2 separate regions of the Zea mays genome follow, and region 2 is linked to region 1. A link is a contact called in public Hi-C data. All regions are on one chromosome and are shown on one strand. Each heading gives the region's core, a stretch centred on a gene start, on an enhancer-like site or on the middle of the called end of the contact. The rest is flanking DNA. Distances are from core to core; before and after follow the strand shown.

Region 1 (6,540 bases), core at 2,962-5,461:
GATGGTTCCCCGCGTGCGTCCATGACGTCGGTGGTTCTCAGCCCCCTACGGAAGCAAGGAGACGTCAGCGGGATCCCAGCCGCACCGCCAGCTGTGCTTCTACGGGGCTCAGGCACTTCTCCGACGGCCACGTTATCGCGTACGCAGGGCTCAAGCGCTTCCCCGACAGCCACGTTGGCATGTACACAGGGCTCAGGCACTTCTCTGCCAGACACGTTAGCGCATAGCTACACCCCCCATTGTACATCTGAACCCTCTCCTTGCATCTATAAAAGGGAGGTCCAGGGCCTTCCTGCGGGGGAGGGTCGCGCGGGGGAACGAGCAACGAACAGGCTCACTCTCTCTCTCGCGACGCTTGTAACCCCTACTACGAGCACACCCCTGGTGCGAGATAATATAAGCCGCATTTCCCCTTGTGTTCCATCTTGCGCCAACCCATCTAGGCAGGGGCACACAGCGATAAATTCACTGGTCGACTCGGTTGAGGGTCCCCCGGGGTCCGAAACGCCGATAGGACCCGTTAACCCAAAACTGTTAAAAAATGGATATATGCTCTTGTCGGACCCTTCACGACTCCACTCTCTTTGCTCCACTTTCTGCTCTACTATCCCTCTCAAAAAGCGCGATGAAATCCAATGGTTTTGCTGTGTTTCTCACTGAGAAACGACCAAGTTCCAGTAGATCAGGCAAATCACGCGCGCGTCGGGCAGGTGGCGAGATTTCTCGCTTTCCTAAGATTCAAGTTATGGAGCACCTCATTCACAACAACATCATTCAGTTTGCGGCAACAACTCAGTTAGCTCTAGTTACAACTAAATGCCTCGACGTGACCAAAACCTACACCCTTACGCATGTCAATGATTACTAGGTGAACTACAACCATTGTTCATGTATGGGCATGACCAACCACCTCCTCTACCACCACCATACATATATTCGCAGCCAGCAGTACCCAAGGCATTGTCTTCTATATTTTATAGACTCACACAGATGGATGGATATAATTATACATGCTATGAGGTGTGTTACTTTTGTTTTGTCGTTTACTACTTGTTTTCCATTCATATTATCTAGTTAATGTTATTTTATAACTTTGTATAGGGTCATGAATATGGAATGAGCTCATACTCGGAAGGTTCAAACCTGCATGAATACTATGAATCCAGTTGAATATATGGTCCATACATAATTTGTGTAAAAATTATATTATAGAAAACTTTATATGTACTTTTTATCGTTGTATGACACGATTGTAACCTTCTATTGCTTTGTGTTGCACTCAATTTGTGGGTTTCTATTTGTGTAAGTATGGTTTATGTGATTTTGGGCGTCAAACTATTTGCGAATCTATTTGTCGTGGTTTTAGAAGCCAGTAGGACAATAGAATTTGTGTCCGGGAGGGGATGCTAGCGCAGACTCACTCCGAATGGTGAATCGCTGGGGACTCAGATAGAGGGTCGAGATAGAGGGTTATATTGGTTAAGGATTTCGCCCTAGTCCAGTGTAGTGATGATCGTATTATTGCTTTGAGAGGCGGTCTATTGGAGATAGGGATCAAAATTTCGAGCAACATTTACTGAAACTTGCCAAATTTCCCGTTGTCACTATTAGGCGGTTTCGAAATTCGTTGACGTTTTTTGAAAAATTTGGATGAAGATTTTAAATTTTAAATAAAAAACTAGAAAATTTCTATAAAAAACTAGGATGTCCCATAAGTTCAAAACTATATTTGAAGTTCAAATATTCATCTTTTGGCATGAAAACAATATTTAGTTTCGTCTGGACCCGTTAACCAAAACCCAAAACCGTTAAAAATGGATATATGCTCTTGTCGGACCCTCCACGACTCCACTCTCTTTGCTCCACTTTATGCTCTACTATCCCTCTCAAAAAGCTGAAATCCAACGGTTTTGGTGCGTTTCTCACTGAGAAACGACCGAGTTCCGGTAGCTCAGGCAAGTCACACGCGCGTCGGGCAGGTGGCGAGATTTCTCGCTTTCCTAAGATTCAAGATATGGAGCACCTAAGTCACAACGACATCATTCAGTTTGCAGCCACAACTTAGTTAGCTCTAGTTACAACTATCTGTCTCGACATGACCAAAACCTACACCCTTACATATGTCAAGGATTACGAGGTGAACTACAACCATTGCTCATGTATGGGCATGACCAACCACCTCCTCTACCACCACCATACATATATTCGCATCCAACAGTACCCGAGGCACTATCTTCTGTATTTTACAGACTCACAGAGATGGATGGATATAATTATACATGCTACGAGGTGTGTTACTTTTGTTTTTGTCGTTTACTACTTGTTTTCCATTTATATTATCTAGTTAATGTTATTTTATAACTTTGTATAGGGTCATGAATACGGAGTGAGCTCATACCCGGAAGGTTCAAACATGCATGAATAATATGAATCCAATTGAATATGTAAAGAATTATATTATAAAAAAACTTTATATGTACTTGTATCGTTGTATGACACGATTGTAACCTTCTATTGCTTTTGCATTCAATTTGTGTGTTTCTATTTGTGTAAGTATGGTTTATGCGATTTTGGGCATCAAACTATTTGTGAATATATTTGTCGTGCTTTTAGAACCAGTGGGACAATATAATTTGTGTTCGGGAGGGGATGTTAACACAGATTCACTCTGGATGGTGAATCGCTAGGGACTCAGAGAGAGGGTCGAGATAGAGGGTTATACTAGTTAAGGCTTTCACCCTAGTCCAGTGTAGTGCTGATCGTATTATTGCTTTGAGAGATGTGTTAAAGCTGATGCATGTGTGGGAAGGAGGGGGTCTTGCCCTTTTATAGTTCAAGGGTAGGGCTTTATACAGATGACTTGTTTTCTACTAGTAAGGACACAATTTGTAGTAGTGTTGTCTTTAATTGCCTCGGCGTAGCCTTCCTGACGTTGTCTTCGGGATCGTGCGTAGTTGTTCACCAGTCATGGCGTACCGTCTTCTACACGGGTCCCTGAAGCGACGCCCGTTGGTCCCCACAAGGCAGAGACAGGGCAAGTCTTGGTGTCGTGCGCGTTGTGACCCTGCCTTTTGTCATTTAACCATGTGTCATCCTCCTAGCGTGCTTAATCGTACACTCGATATGATGTATTGATGTGTCCTACTCGATATGCATGTTACTATGGCAACGCCGATGCTTAGGTTCCCTAGGACTGGTGGTCATCCGATCCCACCAAGCAGAGACCGTATGCGGTGACGTACCGTCACGTTGATAGATACTTCCCGACACCCCTTTGGTAATGCCGCGTCACATGTAGTTTGTTAATACCATGTCTTATCGTGGCTGACGTGGGTCAACAGTACCGGATTGGGGTCTCCGCCTCGCTGAGCTGCTTGGTAAGGATTTGGTCGACACCTCCACCTCGCAGGGTTGCTCGACATACACTTGGTCGGTACTTCAGCCTCGTAGGGTAGGATTGCTCGACAGAGACTTGGTCGCTCGCTTCGCCCCGCAGGGTTGCTCGATAGAGATTTGGTTGGTCGTTCCACCTCGCAGGGTTGCTTGATAGAGACTTGGTCAACAAGTGTTTGTCGAGAATCTTGAGCCTACTTTGGACTCCCGATTCTTGGGTACCTGATAATATTGTTATTTATTGTGCAACATGATTTGAATAAAATACAGATAAGTCTTGTCAAAATTTTAATTTTTTTAACTAAAATACGTTTCTCGGTCAAAAAAGACGAAATTTGGTTGAGAAACGTAAACTGTTCAGGAAATGCGAAATTCGAGCAAAATTCAGTTATTTTTCGTTTTCGAAAACAGGCAGAATTAGGTTAAAGGCCTGTTTGGTTTACTACCTAACTTCCCACATTTTACCTAAGGTTAGTTTTTCAATTCGGACGAACCTTAGGTAAAGTGTGGCACAGTTAGACGCGAACCAAACATGCCTTAAAAAAAGATAGAAAACCCTGGTTATTGGAGACAGCCTAGGAGCAGAATTGTCATGTGCCGTGAGCAGCCGTGACTTCGTTGTGTTTTGTTGCCTCACGCGGTAAATAGTTGGAAACAAGCGCTGCCCACAGCAAAAAGCTCGGCCGCAGACATTTCCGGTGCTGCGGGCGCTGCGCATCTCTTGCCACCCAGGTGGGAGTTTGTGGGCCAGTCCGTTTGAAACCGTGACACTGTCGTCAGGGCCCACCGCCAGTCCACCTTTTCCTCTCACCCCATCCCATCTCCGGATCTATCGCCCTCGCCATCGGCAATCGGCATCGCCACCGGTAGTGGGAGGGAGCAAGGGGGGGACCCAGGCCAACGCCGCGCACCTTTGCCCTCTTATCATCATCAACATCACCACGGGCGGGGGAGACGGCCCTCGAAGCGTACCCGTCCCCATCCTCCTTTTCCGAACCACCGGAGCGCGGCGGCGCGGCGCGAGACCCTTCCCGGCTTCTACTCCTCCGATCCTCCGCACCGGCTGACGAGTAGCCCACTCACTGGTAAGCCCCGCCCGCTCGTTGCTCCCTTCGTGCCTGATTCGGTCCCTCCGTGCCTGATTCTGTCACGCGGTTTTCTCTTGTTTGATTGGATCGATTGTTTGCTGCGGAATCTGCGTAGTGCTTGTTCTTAGTCTCTGGTGTCATGGGAAGAAATCGCGTGCCTCAGTGCCCTGTACGGAGTGACCGATCTCGGATGGGGACTGGCAGGCCAGTTTTGCTGTCATTAGTGATCCGCGCGGTGCGTAATTGTTCGAGATTTAGTTCTATTTGGGAAGCCCAGCCGCGATACATGCAAAATTCAGTTCCATTCCCCTGAAATTTCGGTGCCTAATTTAAATCAGTTCCCTTGCACTGGAATTTCGTTGCCTAATTTGTTGTTGTTGTTCCTGCTGCTCTCTAGGGAGAACCTAACCAATCTCCTGTTCTTGTGCAGGGGGACGTGGGATCGATCGGCGGCTGATGGGAGGCTAGATTCCGCAATCCCACAGACTAGACACATCCCCTTCGCGGTTGACTTTGGCGAATCGACCTTGATCTGAAAATGGGGCTGTTCCGGGCGGCGTCCGGCCTGGCCCGTTTGGCTCTGCGAAGGAACCTCTTGCGCGCCGCGGCAAGCCCCTTTGCCGCCGGCGGTGGCGCCGTCCCAGGTGCCGCGCCGGCGCGCTACTTCCACTCCACCTGCCCGCGCCGGTTCGCTGCGCCCACGCCCCGTGCTGTGCCGCTCTCGCGCCTCACCGACAGCTTCCTTGATGGGACCAGCAGCGTCTACCTCGAGGAGCTGCAGCGGGCCTGGGAGGCCGACCCCAGCTCTGTCGATGAGTCCTGGGACAACTTTTTCCGCAACTTCGTCGGCCAGGCTGCCACCACCTCACCCGGCCTCTCTGGGCAGACCATCCAGGAGAGCATGAGGCTGCTGCTGCTCGTCAGGGCATACCAGGTGAGCGGCCACCTGAAAGCCAAGCTCGACCCGCTCGGGCTTGAGGAGCGTCCGGTCCCGGATGTGTTGGACCCGGCGTTCTATGGGTTCTCTGAGGCGGACTTAGACCGCGAGTTCTTTCTTGGGGTGTGGATGATGGCTGGGTTCTTGTCTGAAAACCGGCCAGTGCAGACGCTGCGCTCGGTGCTGGAGCGGCTCGAGCAGGCCTATTGCGGTACCATTGGGTATGAGTACATGCACATACCTGACAGGGAGAAGTGCAACTGGCTCAGGGATAGGATTGAGACAGTTAACCCAATGGATTACACTTATGACCGTCGTCAGGTCATGCTTGATAGGCTTATCTGGAGCACACAGTTTGAGAGTTTCTTGGCGACCAAGTGGACAACTGCAAAACGGTTCGGTCTTGAAGGTGCTGAGACTCTGATCCCTGGCATGAAGGAGATGTTTGACAGGGCAGCTCATCTTGGTGTAGAGAGTATTGTCATTGGGATGCCACACAGAGGCAGGTTAAATGTCTTGGGAAATGTTGTGAGGAAGCCCTTGCGACAGATATTTAGCGAGTTCAGTGGTGGCACCAAGCCTGTCAATGAAGGCGAGGGGTTGTATACAGGGACTGGTGATGTCAAGTACCATCTTGGAACTTCATATGATAGGCCTACCAGGGGTGGGAAACATATCCATCTGTCACTGGTTGCAAACCCGAGTCATTTGGAAGCAGTTGATCCTGTTGTTGCTGGGAAAACAAGAGCGAAGCAGTACTATTCTAATGACCGTGACAGGACCAAGAATTTGGGAGTGTTGCTGCATGGTGATGGTAGTTTCTCAGGGCAGGGCGTTGTGTATGAGACGCTGCATCTCAGTGCCCTTGAAAACTACACCACTGGTGGGACAATACATATCGTGGTCAATAATCAGGTTGCTTTCACTACTGATCCAAGGTCAGGGAGATCCTCACAATATTGCACAGATGTAGCAAAAGCATTGGATGCTCCTATTTTCCATGTTAACGGTGATGATTTGGAGGCTGTTGTTCATGTCTGTGAGCTCGCCGCAGAATGGCGTCAGACATTTCATTCAGATGTAGTGGTGGACATTGTATGCTACCGGCGATTTGGCCATAAT
Region 2 (6,540 bases), core at 1,173-3,672, 400 kb after region 1:
CATCGCCAGCCCGATTGATAGTTGATCGGTTTAAGGTCACTCTCCCCCTCCTCGTTGCAGCACCACGTGAAGACAACGGTGGACGATTAGCTTGCGTCCCGGAGCCAGATCCACTTGTAGGCGCCATGGATGAACTTTACTACTTTAGATTTGAGAACCACCTCCACCTATTTGAGATCAGTGAGACATCAACTGTAAAATATACCTCGGACTCGGAGTGCTAACTCACTAGCTCAGAGAGACAGAGACGCTACCTTGGACCGGAGAAGGAGAATGGATTGGAATTTGGATACGCAGACACGCAGGGGAGCCAGCCACTAGCCAGGGACGCCAGCCAGGGACGCTGCGTCGCTGGCTCGCTGCCACGCTGTTCGCTGCTTCGCTGGACGGCCGGGGCAACCAGTCTTGCTCGACGACGGCAGGGACCAGGGCAACCGGTCTTGCGATGGACGGCCGGGGCAACCAAAGTACCAGACGACGGGGCGGATCTAGCGTTGTCCGCCTGTCCCACGAGTACCAGACACCGGGGCGGAGTGGCTGGTGGCGGTGGCCAGTGGCCGGTGGGCGGTGGCGGCTTGACTGGCTGAGAGACAGAGAGAGCAGAGAGATGAGACGTGAGGTGAGAGACGCCGGACGCGTGGGCGGCTGGGGGCCTGGCCGGCGGCCGCCTGGGGCTGCGATGCGTCCTTACTCCTGCGTGGCTGCGTGTGTGTGACTAGGGTAGTAGGGTTTCTGGACATTGGGCCGCCGGTTTCTTGTGGGCCAAAAGTGAAAACTCAAATTATTTCGGATATCCGCCAAGACCCGCGGGCACAAGATAAAACCCGTACCCGACCCGATTTAATCACGGGTCGGGTATGGGTGAGACCCGCGGGTTAAATTTCTTACCCGAACCCGAATCCGACGGGTCGGATATCCGTGGATATCCGAACCCGCGGGTAAAATTGCCATCCCTAATTGAAAGCTTAGAAACTGGAATGGTACAATTTTATAAGTTTAGGGGTCTGAACATGCACTTTGACCACAGTTTAGGACTAATGATATGTTTAGAAACCGGTAGTGTAATTTGGACTCTGCTGGGAACAGCCTTAAGAGGCCAGCTGGGCCCTGTAACTTGTCGGCCCGTGAACTCGTCTGCGGTTGCTCTGCAGCGTTTGTGTTGGTGAAAAAACGTGGAGCGCAGTACTCGGCAGCAGACACTCTATGGCTTTATCGTCATCATCACCAGTGGTTGCCCCGTGCAGGTTCCTGTGCCCCCGCGCCACTACCGCCTCTCGCGACATCCTCTCCTTCGCGACCACAGCAACAAGGAGGCGGCTGCTCCTCTCCACCGCCACCACCACCATTGCCGCCGCCATGGCCGCTTCTTCCTCCTGCAAGGTCATCGACTCCCACCTGCACGTCTGGGCCACGCCACAGCAGGTGCGTAAGCAGGCAACGCGCGCGAGCCCAGTTTCCGCGTCCTGGGCTCCTGGCGGCCCGCGGGGGAGTTCAGTAATCCTTCTGGGGTTGTTTTTTTTTTTTTTACCGGTGACTCCAACCCTATCCGTGCAGGCCAAGGAGGAGTACCCGTACTTCCCAGGCCAGGAACCCACGCTGCGTGGCGACGCCGACTTCTTACTCGAGGTCAGTCAGAGAACTTCAGAAATGCCGCATTCATGTGCACTTGAGGTTGCCCTGGAGCCCATTCGTTTCAGAGTTTCTGACCATCGGCGGCCGAATGAGTTGTGCCCGTGCTCTTGATAGATGGATTGGTGGGCGCATTTTTCGTACGTCTGATGTGAAATCGCACACACTGCAGCGGTCAACCTACTCTACCCCAAACCTGAAATCCTTCCACTAACTACATGTTACGATTCAACCAGGTAGTAGTAGCAGAGTTCGTAGTAGCGGAGTACAGCAGGGAGGGAATTGGGAAGAACGGAGTAGGAGACGTGAGGAACAAGAAGAAGAGGAATATTCTGCTTACTACATCTCATGCCATCTCTCCTCCCCCCATTTCTAGCTTATATACTCCAGGTCTTCACGCCCGCCAATCCGACCCGTGGAAGCGGGGATGGATTTTCCTCTGGCGACGGCGAGTTCAGGATAAGTGTTACGCTTATATAAGCCGAAATAGCTTATATACTCCTTGCATAAGTGTTTTCCGTTAACTAAACCCTTGAGCATTAAGCTGCACAGACACAGTTCAGGACAGACCTTCTTAGCCTCAGTGTCCCACCTAAATTGTTTACAAACATAGGCACCGACTTAAACAACTCTACCCCAGCACCAGAGTAATTAAAATCCGAAAATGCTCTGAATTACACCAGGTCTCTTATCTCCACGGCAAGAATGGCCGACAGAGTCATGGCACGTTCTCCGTGAGGCTGGTCCCTTTTCACATCTAACCTACTCCTGTTTCAAGTCAAACGATAGGGAAATCAGAGGGTCGGAGACCAAGAAGAGACCAATCTATACTCCTGGACTTCTCTTGTTGCTAAATCCATTCTCCTGGACGTTGCAAAAAGAGAAAAAAAGAAAGAATATCACGTTCCTCCTTTCACGAGGGAAGGGAGTATTAGCGAGGTCCGTCCATGTCAGCGGCATACTGGGCCAGAATACATGCAGCAACCACGACCCCCTTCGTGGGCTTTCTTCCCCCGCAGAAAAGGCCCAACCCAGACTGACGAGCAGTTTCGCAGCGATCAGTTGGCCAAAAGTATATACGAAACAAACGAAGAGACGCCTGTCCAACCCGCCGACTCCGATGCAACGCGAACCTGTCCAACCCGCCGACCCTCGGACGCCTCACGCACAAGCCCACACCCACCACCGGCAAACGGCAAAACGCGCGCGCGCGGCACATCACATATGCAGAGCAGAATGCAGATGCACCACGTTGTAGCAGACCGCCGGCGGCATTACGTGGAAGCGGTCCCACGAGGCCTTCTCGTGGTGCTGCCCGCGACAGCGACAGCGGCAGCAGCGACCATGGCGAATGGCCACGGCCACGGCCGGCGCAGGGCGCTCGTGGCCACCCTTGGCGGCCCCCGGAGGCGTGGCAGCGCATGCGGTTGCGAGACTCGCTTCTGCGTTCCTCTGCTACTGGCTTTGCGCCATTGTGGGCGTGTTTGTATCACATGCCAATACTGCTCTGTGAGGCCAGAACAGAGCGAACGGTGTAAGACGACCTCATCATGTGAATAGTGGATCCGACATGTGTGGTGTACTGTGGCATTCTGCAATGTATGAGACTCGACTTGATTCACGAAAAAGTAATGTCATACGGCTGTGTTGATTCCTCACCGCCCCACCCCCACCATAAAACGGTCATAAGTCCAAATATCATCTCGGCTCAGCGCTCAGCTCCGCAGTCATCGGCTCCTGAACTGATCTGAAGAAGACATGTTCACTTCATGTTCTGACGACGCATTGATGCTGACATTCCCCCATGACAAGAAGCTGCTTGTCCCAAGCAGGAGCCTGCGGAAACGACTGTCAAAGGGCAATGAGATCTTCCCAAGTGGCTAAGGACGGAGGCGGGAGGCATACCTGACCACTGCACGAGGACCTGAGATACACCCTCTGGACCCCCACGGCACTGCAAGATGCGTTCAGGAATTTGCAGTCCATCCATATGATTAGGTAGCTGAGCAACAGAAACTAACGGCGGCACAACCTTCTTCAGCTGCGAAACATGGAAAACTGGATGTAGGCAGCTCTAATTTATAAGCCATGCATATTCCGCTTCATGGTCGGAATGGAGTGGGCGTGCAACTGCTTCCAGGGCGCAGGCTCATACCGCCGCTGCTGCTATTTTGTTGGATTCTGGTCAATTCAACAACCCAAGGACTTTGTAACACCTACAGTAACCCAATAACATATGCAGCTTGTATTGGTCTATAGAGTAGGGGGACTAATATGTGATTTTGGGAGAGAAGGCATAAAAGAAGCCCTACGCAGAAGAGGCATCGGGGAGAAATCAGAAAACAGACTCGTTCACGTTGTCTTCATCACCAAGGCACGTTCCAGGTGAGTTTCTCCATTTCCTCACGTCTCGGTCATCACCACCGGGGTGTGACAGATGGTATCGCAGCCGATTACATTGTGCAGCTCAATCTGCGAGGCAGGGCCGTATCTGAGGGGTCCCAAAAACAGAGGCCCCCCTAGCCATTGGACGCTAGCACTTTTTCCTGTTAAATCTATCTATCCTATACACAAATATGTAAAAAGCGATATGCTATCGACTAGTCTCGTTTAGATTGTTAAATTAATGTCTCAATTATTTATCGAATACTTCATCTGTTCTAAAATAGTATTTGTTTTATCTCTTAATTTTTATGTTTATATTCAACTAAATAATAATGAATCCAATAAAGAAGCAAAACGAATTCTATTTTGATATAAAGAGAGTAACATGGTGGTTGCATCGGTGGAGAAAGGTTTTTAAAATTGAAATATTTTTGTGAACTATTTAAGGTCAACAATAACTCAAGAGAAGTTAAATGTCTTGGCGATTCTATGTGACGAAAAGAAATTGTTGGATAAGATTGATCTCAATAATATAATCGATGACTTTGTATCACAAAATGTTAGAAGATATTTTTAATAATATCAGATAACAACTAAGTACTTTTGGCTATATTTTACATTTGTCATCTTATAAACTTTAAAACAACATAATAATTTTATACGTCAATTATTCAATTATATATATATATACAAATATATATATAGGGACGAGGTAATGGAAGCCCTGGGCTTCCATTAGTACCAGGAAGCCCCAGCCAGGTATAGCCACGTCTCGTACCAGCATGCGTCCCACCGGGCATGAGTTCTTACTTGGACATATTTTAGCGTAAAACGTGAACAAAAACAGCGTAAATGATTACGAATTTTAGCGTAAATCGTAGATCTGTTTTGAAACGGCGAATGCGGCCCGAAAATTACGGCGTAAAAATCTCGCACGTCCCATCGTGATCGGGTTCTGACTCGGACAGATTTTAGCGTAAAACATGAACCAAAACAGCGTAAATGAGTACGAAATTTAGCGTAAATCTTATATCTGTTTCGTAACCGTAAATGGGTCCCGAAATTACGGTGTAATAATCGTGTGCGTCCGTTCGTGCGCGGGTTTTGCTCAAATAGATTTTAGCGTAAAACGTGAGCTAAAACAGCGTAAATGAGTACACAATTTAGCGTAAATCGTATACCTGTTTCGTATACCAAATTTACGGCGTGAAAATCGCGCGCCATCGGTCGTGCGCGGGTTCTGGCTCGGACGGATTTAAGTGTAAATCGTGAACCAAAACAACGTAAATGAGTATGAATTTTAGCGTAAATCATTCATCTATTTCATAATAACGAATGTAGACCGAATGTATCTCTCAGCGCATGAGGTTGTCATAAAACACATCAAGAAATGTCGTAAATTGGTGTAAGATACAACAAGAAGTGATCTGAGCTAATTGTAGTGTAAAATGCAAGCTAACCATCTACAGGAGAACTGTTTCAGATTTTACAATATGATATAAGAGATAATTATTCCTATTCATGTTGCCCTTATATTTTGTGTAGAGGTCCTTCAAGTCTGTTTTCTCATAATCTGACCCTCTATATTTAGCTTCAAATTCTTCATTGTCAGCCTCGGTGACCTGGGAATAAAGATTAAATTAAGTACCATTATATATAAAAATATACAACCTGTCCCCAAAATACTGTCACTCTGGCTATACATCTGAACAAGCCAAAAGGGTATTCTTTTAGAGACAGAGCAACAGAGCTAGTTTTATGCCACAACAGAGTTCTCGCTACTGTATTTCCCTAAAAAATATCATTGTAAATTAATAGACAACATCAGCCTACAATTAATATAGAAGCAACCATATTTTCTTGTACATTGTTCTGAAGTACTCCTGAAGATCGTTTGCTGCTTCTCCCACCAATGCCTAGATGAAAAAGGAAGATCCATAAAAATATTGCTTGAGTCTGAAAGGTAAAAAAACATTCATGTTTATGGTTGAGATACTACCTCATCCCCAAGATTCTTATCTGGGTGGAGGCGCAGAGCCAATTTGTGATACGCCTTCTTTATTTCTTGTTGAGAAGTGGTCTTCCCAACTCCTAGAATCTTTAAATGATAAAAAAAATAAACAAAAAATTAAATAATTAAATTGTGATCTGGAAAGAGAACCTGAAAGCAGTAAGCACTGGTTAATTACAGTTCTAAAGTGATAGCATATGCCAAAGAAAAACTCAAAGATGTTTTGGTTTTTAATGTTATGTACTTAAATAATATATATACACTAAAAACCAATATATATGCATAACCAAAATATATATATATATATAAATATAAAATGTCTCATAATTGTAAAGAATGAAGCAACAAATATCATTAGCACGAGTATATATGAAAAATTGACAAACAACACTAGCTAATTATGATAAGATTATTACTTGTCATTAACCAAAAGTGGATAACACAACCCCAGGCTCATGACTATTGATTTATAGAGAACCCAGTTGATTTATTTGTACTATGTAGCTAGCAACGAA

The links. Hi-C and Micro-C count contacts between places; a contact is called where the count stands out from the background.
Region 2: a Hi-C map of root tip shows a contact between it and region 1, with 7 times the contacts expected there. The contact joins the promoter of LOC118473578 here to the promoter of LOC100383847 in region 1. A contact is called at or near these places in 3 of 25 Hi-C or Micro-C datasets (bundle sheath, ear and root tip).

Annotation. Positions count from the first base shown.
Region 1 is chr10:112,177,305-112,183,844 of Zm-B73-REFERENCE-NAM-5.0, forward strand. LOC100383847 reads left to right here and starts at 4,212. Exons shown (of 9, transcript NM_001362165.1): 1 at 4,212-4,478; 2 at 4,912-6,540. The coding sequence starts at 5,020.
Region 2 is chr10:112,575,382-112,581,921 of Zm-B73-REFERENCE-NAM-5.0, forward strand. It overlaps LOC118473578, which reads left to right and starts at 2,423. Exons shown (of 1, transcript XM_035963461.1): 1 at 2,423-3,287. The coding sequence starts at 2,605. The coding sequence ends at 3,189. LOC100277718 reads left to right here and starts at 1,206. Exons shown (of 10, transcript NM_001151214.2): 1 at 1,206-1,422; 2 at 1,555-1,626. The coding sequence starts at 1,357. It also overlaps the pseudogene LOC111590279.